Regions from separate parts of the Zea mays genome. Here region 2 is linked to region 1. The links are chromatin contacts, called in public Hi-C maps. All regions are on one chromosome and are shown on one strand. The core of a region is the stretch at or near the end of the contact, and the rest is flanking DNA. Distances in the headings are between cores, read along the strand shown.

The links. A called contact is a pair of places that touch in the nucleus more often than the background predicts.
Region 2: a contact with region 1 is called in a Hi-C map of tassel, with 5 times the contacts expected there. The contact joins the promoter of LOC100276490 here to the promoter of LOC103640907 in region 1. A contact is called at or near these places in 6 of 25 Hi-C or Micro-C datasets (ear, endosperm, leaf and 1 more).

What each region holds. Positions count from the first base shown.
Region 1 is chr10:18,171,018-18,174,678 of Zm-B73-REFERENCE-NAM-5.0, reverse strand. LOC103640907 (alanine--tRNA ligase) reads left to right here and starts at 2,409. Exons shown (of 22, transcript XM_008664354.2): 1 at 2,409-3,059. The coding sequence starts at 2,538.
Region 2 is chr10:18,745,653-18,749,486 of Zm-B73-REFERENCE-NAM-5.0, reverse strand. It overlaps LOC100276490, which reads right to left and starts at 1,607. Exons shown (of 6, transcript NM_001150264.2): 1 at 1,302-1,607. The coding sequence starts at 1,480.

The DNA.
Region 1 (3,661 bases), core at 1,160-3,659:
TGTCTGCACCGCATAGCAAGTTCAGAAGGTTTAATTTTCATTTTTAGTGTTGGTATGGACTATTGGCATGAGGTACATGGGACAGAGAATTAGCAACTCATCAACACAAGTTGTCATCCTTTTGGCTCCCCTCTTAAGCAGCAAGATAGCAGTAGCTCGTTTATCTGATGAAGCTGTGATGCTCTAGCCCACTCTAAATTCCTTTTTTCTTTTATCTACTTCTCCAGAACCGTGAAATTTTGTTTCATTGCCATAGTGGAAATTGCAGCTGCAATGCGTGAGGGATGGCTGTCGGGTGTGTTTCCCTGCCTATATATGCCTTGAGATATTTCCATGAGGAGGCAATCAATCCCTGACATCATGCCTCATCATTGGGTAAGAATAGTACTTGTTTTCTTATATTTATCTTTCATACTCTAGAACTGTTGAGCTCAGGTATGAGTACTCCTTTTTTGGACAGGAGAGAGGATACTACTCTACAACTTTCACATTTAGGAAGCATAAAAGAAAACAAGCAGAGATCGATTATATGCGTATCTAATCATTATGTAGTTGATAATAACCTGCCTTTGAGTGATGATTTGTGATGTAATAACCTCCCATTTTTATAAATAACAACCAATAAGTGTTTACTTCCCTTCCATTTTTTAGATATGTGTGGTGCACACATATTAATAATATATAGATATAGTTGCAGACCCTTTTGTCCAGTTGAGCATCAAAAACTATAATGCTTGGCCTCGATTTAACCTAGCTTCTTGAATTTGAGGGCAATGATCCAACCATTTTAACTTCATTTATTTGAATATATTATCCTTTTGTTGATTTCTTTAATGCAAGTTAGTTCTAAGTTTTATTCTTTAAATTTAGTGAAGAATTGGAGCGAAGAGGTTTCACTAATATGCTTGTCTCTCTGTTTCACAGATCTTACTAGCCAATTTCAACTATTCTACTATGTGTTTGCTTTTAATATAACAGTGAAAATTGACAGGAGAACAAAGGATCAAGTTTGAACAAGTTAGACATTAAAAATACTATTTTCTTTAATAAGCACATAAGGTAAGGCTAAAAATGATGCCCATAAATTGATTCTATCCACATATTTGAGAAGCCTGTCTTGCCTGCATACCTTGTAGGTTCTATATGTCAACATATAGAATGCTCTGTTTCAATGGTTTAACTTGCATGGCTTTATAAGACTTGTAAATGACATGTTCCAATAGTTGTGTTTTATGCATCTTTCCTCTTAATTTAAAGTATTCAACATTTGGTTCAGGATTGCTGTGATTTTAATAGTGGAATTTGTTGTACGTAATGACAGGCTCTTTGTATTGTGGAGGAGGCTAATATGATGTATGAAGCGCCTACTACCTGGACATATGCTGCTTCTGCCACAATGATGTATTTGCATTCTACCAAATCAAATTGTAACCTACTTAATCTATAGTGTTAACTCTTTTATATGTATTAGCTTTTTTGTGCTGCTTTCAAACTAATTTCTATGCTACAACAAAAGGTTACCACATCCATCATTTATTCATCATTTAGAAATGAGGGGCATTACAAGGTCGGGTCCCTGTTGCCCGCTGTGGAGTCGATTCCCGCGTGCTGCTTCTACTACCCCGGGTATGCTACGATGTTGCCGCCCTCTGGCTGATGTAGCGTGAACAAGGTGACTGTGATTGTTGTTTTGATGCCCGTAACAAGCTAATTCTGATTTTGGCTCTATCATTGTACTGACCGCTCACCTGATAAACTGAGAGTTATGAGTATGGTTTCAGGTCAGGTTATGTACCTATGTTCCACTCTTTCATCATATCATATTTTCTTTAGATAGAAAGGTTTACGTGCAATGGAATCCATATTTCCATATTGCAAAGTACTTAGTTTATTTTGGGTGCTATTGGTAGTTTTTATTTGTTTTTCTTTTTCTTTCCTTCTTTGGCTATTTTTTGTGTTATTTTTCTGCTATATTAATAAATGTGTACTCGCTTGTGCCATTTGTTTGAGAAATTACAATGGAACTACAAGTATATATCTCTGCCAATTTTGTCTCCTTTGCTTTTCATCTATGCATACAAGGTTCGCTAGATGTATGGGAGAAGATTAAATCACAAGGAATACTAAAATAGTGACAATTGATGGTTTTCATTACATAGGACATGTGAAATACTATTATAAGAACATCTGCGTATAAATAATTATCTTTTAGATTTTTTGTCTTGTTAGCATGACCTCTCTCAAACATTGTCTCTGCAGAGGACTACAATGTTGATTATAAATTATGTGTTGTTTTTCTTACTGTAATCATTGTAGGCTAACATTTTAACGAATAATTTATATTCCGTTGCAACGCACGGGCACTCACCTAGTGAATTTTAAATGCTTCAACATCAAATCACACGCTCGTGTCGGGCCACGACCGACCGGCCCGTTTGGACATTGGACATGTGAAGTTCTGGGCGTTGCCTGAAAGGGGCTGAAGTTTGTAATTGAAAAGATTTCTCGTCGTTGTCAGACGAAGCCTAGATGGGTGGATGCTGACCGTGCCGACCCTCCCACGCGCGTGCCGCCTGCTTCGTCTCTTCACTCGTCTCGAAGCTAGGGTTTTGCCCGCCGCCACCATCCTAGTTTCCTTCTCGTCATCGTTCTCATCTTCCCCAGCCGCCGCCCCGCCTCAGATGGATCCGTCGCCGGCGTGGCCGTCCCGGCGGATCCGCCAGGAGTTCTTAACCTTCTTCGAGTCCAAGGCACATACGAGGTGGCCGTCGAGTCCCGTGGTCCCCGTCGACGACCCCACGCTGCTGTTCGCCAACGCTGGAATGAACCAGTTCAAGCCGGTCTTCCTCGGCACAGCGGCGCCGGACTCGCCGCTCGGCCGCCTGCACCGTGCCTGTAACACCCAAAAGTGCATCCGCGCCGGCGGGAAGCACAACGACCTCGACGACGTGGGGAATGACACCTACCACCATACCTTCTTCGAGATGCTTGGGAACTGGTCTTTCGGGGACTATTTCAAGGAGGAGGCCATCAGATGGGCCTGGGAGCTTCTCACCCAGGTACTCCTTTGCCGCCCAATTCTAATTGATGGTTGATTGCTTCGAGGCTAGTGTGTTGGATTTCCATGAGATTGTTCGAGGCTGCAGATTTAGGAGGGAGCTGCTTATGGTAATGGAAGTTGAGTCCATTGCACGAAACATGGGTTTTGGTCGTATTCCAGGGTTTTTGATTTGTGTGATCTGGTATTCCAGTGGTCAGAGGCACTTTTCTGGACTCCTATATAATTATATGAATATAAGAAATATGACAAGATGGACTTTTTTGTTATCCATTTAACGATTTGGAAGTTTCTGTGATAAATGAATTGGTTGTTTAGAGTTGAAATTCCCACAAATTCGTAAGAACTATTTCTTTGCTGGTTCTGAGATTAGCTACCTATGTTTTTAAATTCGAAAGGAAATATGCTCTTTTTCTGCCTGCATGTAATGGTTTCAGTGATGGTGTTTCTGAGCTGATTGTGATGATCAAATTGCACTTTGAAAGTTTGAATGGTTACATCCATGGTTATTAAAGCGATACACAGTTGAAGCGCTCATGAGTACCTTTTGGCTTCAAAACGTTTATGCGAGCTTTAAAATGTCTTACTAGAAATATGAAGCGT
Region 2 (3,834 bases), core at 358-2,857, 580 kb before region 1:
CAATGTATGGAAACATTTTTTAGATGTTTTGTTCATGCATGTCCTAATAAATGGGTGGACTGGACATATCTGGTTGAGTTTTGGTACAACTCTAGTTGGCACTCCGCTCTGGGCTATTCACCATTTGAGGTATTGTATGGGTACTCTCCAAAGTACTTTGGATCGATCTAACTTCACTTTTCCATGTTCCATCCTTGCATGAGTGAGTACAGGAGAAAACTGTCATGATTGACTTGGTTCAGCAGCATCTTGCCCGAGCAAGACATCGCATGCAAACGCAAGCCAACAAGCGTCGCTCCGAGAGATCCTTTGTTGTGGGAGATTGGATTTATCTCAAATTACAACCATATGTGCAGGCTTCGTTGGCTCCTCAGGCAAATCAAAAATTGGCATTTCGATTCTTCGGTCCCTATAAGATCCTGGCTCATGTGGGTAGTGTTGCTTACAAATTGGAGCTGCCTTCTACTTCAACCATCCATCCGGTGTTTCACGTGTCCCAGTTGAAGCGCATTGTTCCTTCAGATGTCACGCTAGCACAGCTACCCAATTCCTTAACTGGCATACAGATTCCAGAAGCTATTCTTCAGCGTCGTCTGGGAGTTGATGGCCGCTTGCAGGTGCTGATCAAGTGGTCCAGTATGTCGTCCTCCTTGGTAACTTGGGAAGATTTTGTGGCTCTACAGCAATCGTTTCCCGGTGCCCCTGCTTGGGGACAAGCAGGTTTTCTCCCAGGGGGGATGTCAGCGCTGAGGATGGTGATCAGGCTACAGAGGATGGTGTTCAGGAGATGGCTGCACGCGACACACCTGAATCTGTGACTACTGGGCCGCGACGTGGCTTGCGTGTGCGCCAGCCCAACACTCGTGTGAGTGACCCGAACTAGGTTGTAGCGTGAGTCTTGTGAGTGCTCCAATATAAGGAGGCACAGGTCTTTGTAAACGTTTAAGAAAAAACAGAATACTGCAATAGTGAACACGCGTCGCCTTCCTCCTACTTCCTATCTTCTTCTTCCTTCTCAAGGCACAATCCGTGCTCTACCACACCACTGCTAACATGTGATCAGATGGAGCCACTAATTAACATGCGGCGACTGAAACACACACCATCGGAGCCCAGAGCTCCGGCTAAACCGCGAACCAAACCCCAGTCGAAACCTGCCAGGCAATGGATCGAACACCTCTACCGCAACACGGGCAGTCGTGCTCTGGCAACCAAGCAGACGATGTGGAAGCCGCCAGCTCACAGGGAGAGAAACCTAGCAAGAAGTGATGGAGGGAGGGCGATAGGGGCAGGGAACGAACCCGAAGAGGTGGCGCGCGGAGAGCGGCACCCCGGAGGACGACAACGCGGCCGCGGCAGTCGCGGCGAAGGCGGTGGTAGAGAGACCGGGGTGGGAGCGGACGGCTGCGGAGGCGGCGGATGCCCCGGCGCGGGGCAGGCGGGAGGTGAGGTCGAGCAAGAGAGCGACGCCGATCGTCATGGCGCTGGGATCTCGAGCGGGAGCTGGCGGGGATGGCCGAGCCGAGCCGACCGCGCGGTGTCGGGTTGGCGTGGAGAGAAAGAAGCAGATGCGGGGGAGGAGAAAGAGGCAAGGGATGTATGGGCCTGGGCGCCTGGCCAAGTTCGGGCCAGATTACACCGACCACGACGGGCAAGCTATGGACACCTTTTTTTTTGGACCAACAAGCTAATGACACTTGTTAAAAATATTAAATAAATTTTAGTTACATAAGTAATTACACAGATAATAACTAAACAGAGTTTATTAAGGGGGTGTTTGAATGCACTAGAGCTAATAATTAGTTGGCTAGAAAAATTCTAGTAAAATTAGCTAGCTAACAAATAACTAGCTAACTATTAGGGGTGTTTGAATGCACTAGAGGTAATAGCTAGTTGGTTAAAAAATTGTTAGTAAAATTAACTAGCTAACAAAATATTAGCTACATATTAGCTAATTTACTAAAGGTAGTTAATAGCTAAACTATTAGCTAGACTGTTTGGATGTATCCAACTAATTTTAGCAGCTAACTATTAGCTCTAGTACATTCAGGCCCGGTTTGGAAGCACTCGGTTTTTAAGAAACTAGTTTATAGATATTGATGTGGTTCCAGATATACCAATTTATTACTCAGTTTATAGAAATTAGATTATCAGTTTATTAAAAACCAAGAATCTGACCTCTCCTAGCTAAAAGATAAAAATTGGTTTCTTAAAAACTGGGTTGCTTCCAAACAGGACCTTAAACACCCCGTTAACTAATTTGCTAAAAATATTTAATAGCTGAATTATTAGCTAGACTGTTTGGATGTTTTCAACTAATTTTAGCAGCTAACTATTAACTCTAGTGCATTCAAATACCCCTATGTCTAATTAGTCCATGATCCGCCCATGTGGTGCTACAATAAATATTTGATAATCATAGATTAATTAGGCTTAATAAATTCATCTCGTTGTTTAGTATTTATATATATAATTATTTTTAATTAGATTTTATTTAATACTCATGATTGTTATTTAAACATTCGATGTGACACATACTAAACTTTAGTGGGAGAGCCAAACACCCCATCAACTGAAAAGGTGCCAAGAACAAGCAACTAGTCCTCTCAGAGAGTTTTTGGCGCTTAGACGACTCGAGGCGGTTTTTGGTGACTAGGGTTTTGAGTTTTTCGCCCTTTCCCTCTATAACATGTCGTTGATGGTCTCAATCAAATCGGCTCCTAACATCATGTCATTCATCCGGTGTCCGTTTTTGTTTTCTTTGGGACCCCATAAAAATATTTAGAAGCATATGGAACACTATTTCACCGGTGTTGAGTCCCTAGGGGCATTTGGTCGTCGAGAGTCTGTAAAGCGGTGGTGAAGGTCCTATCAAAAAAGCATGTCCCTTTGGTAACTATTGAGCATGTTATAGGTGTAGTTTGGTGTTCTATGAAAGGAATAGATTGTAAGGACCTCACCAAAAACCATTTTTGGTCACTTTCCACCAGGTGTCTGAGAAGATATGGGTCATGGAGGATGACCTGTGGATCGTGGGCAAGGATCTAAGAGACCTAGTGATAGTTTCATGTGGCAAAAACTCTAGAATGATAGAGTTCGCTACCATTCCAATTTTGATTAGGGTTTTGAAGCTACCATTTGAGATGATTAGACATATTCAAATGTCAGGTCGGGTCGTGGGTCATTTGACACGGCCCGTACCTAGTGTCGGGTTGGGTCAAGTCAACCTGTGCTTCCCTATTGGGCATGTCGGGTCAAGATTTTTCTGAGTTCGGTCGGGTTTTGGGTCAAAAATCATGGTCCGTACCCAACCCGTGGATTGTTGTGGGTCAAAACCTATGGCATGTACTCGCCCATTGCATTGATCGGGTCGGGTTTTTTCGGACGGGTCGGGTCGGTTTGGTCGAGTCAGGTGGCCCATGATCATGTCTAGGGATGATCAATAGGTAGGTCGAGAGGATCATTACACTTAAAATTGGGGAAGTGATTAGTGTTGCAAACACAAGAGGTTGATATGTGCCCTTATGGTTCAGGTTTGTGATGAGTGATTATCAATGGAGTGGCATCTTGGGTTGAGTCGTGTGGACTCTGGGACGTGAGTTTGTGCAACATGTCTATTGGCTTGTGTTGCACAGGTGTGGAGTCTGAGGCCATGGTCGACATCAAAAATGTGAAGGTCATGCGAGTTTGTGTCGATGGATCAGGAGAGGTGAAGGATGAGCAATGGATCTTGATTGAGGAACTAGAGAAGCTAGATGACTAGCTGTGACGGTAGACATCTAGGGGTATCAGCAGGTGCGAGGACATGGCAGAACAAATCATGTTGCTACCGCA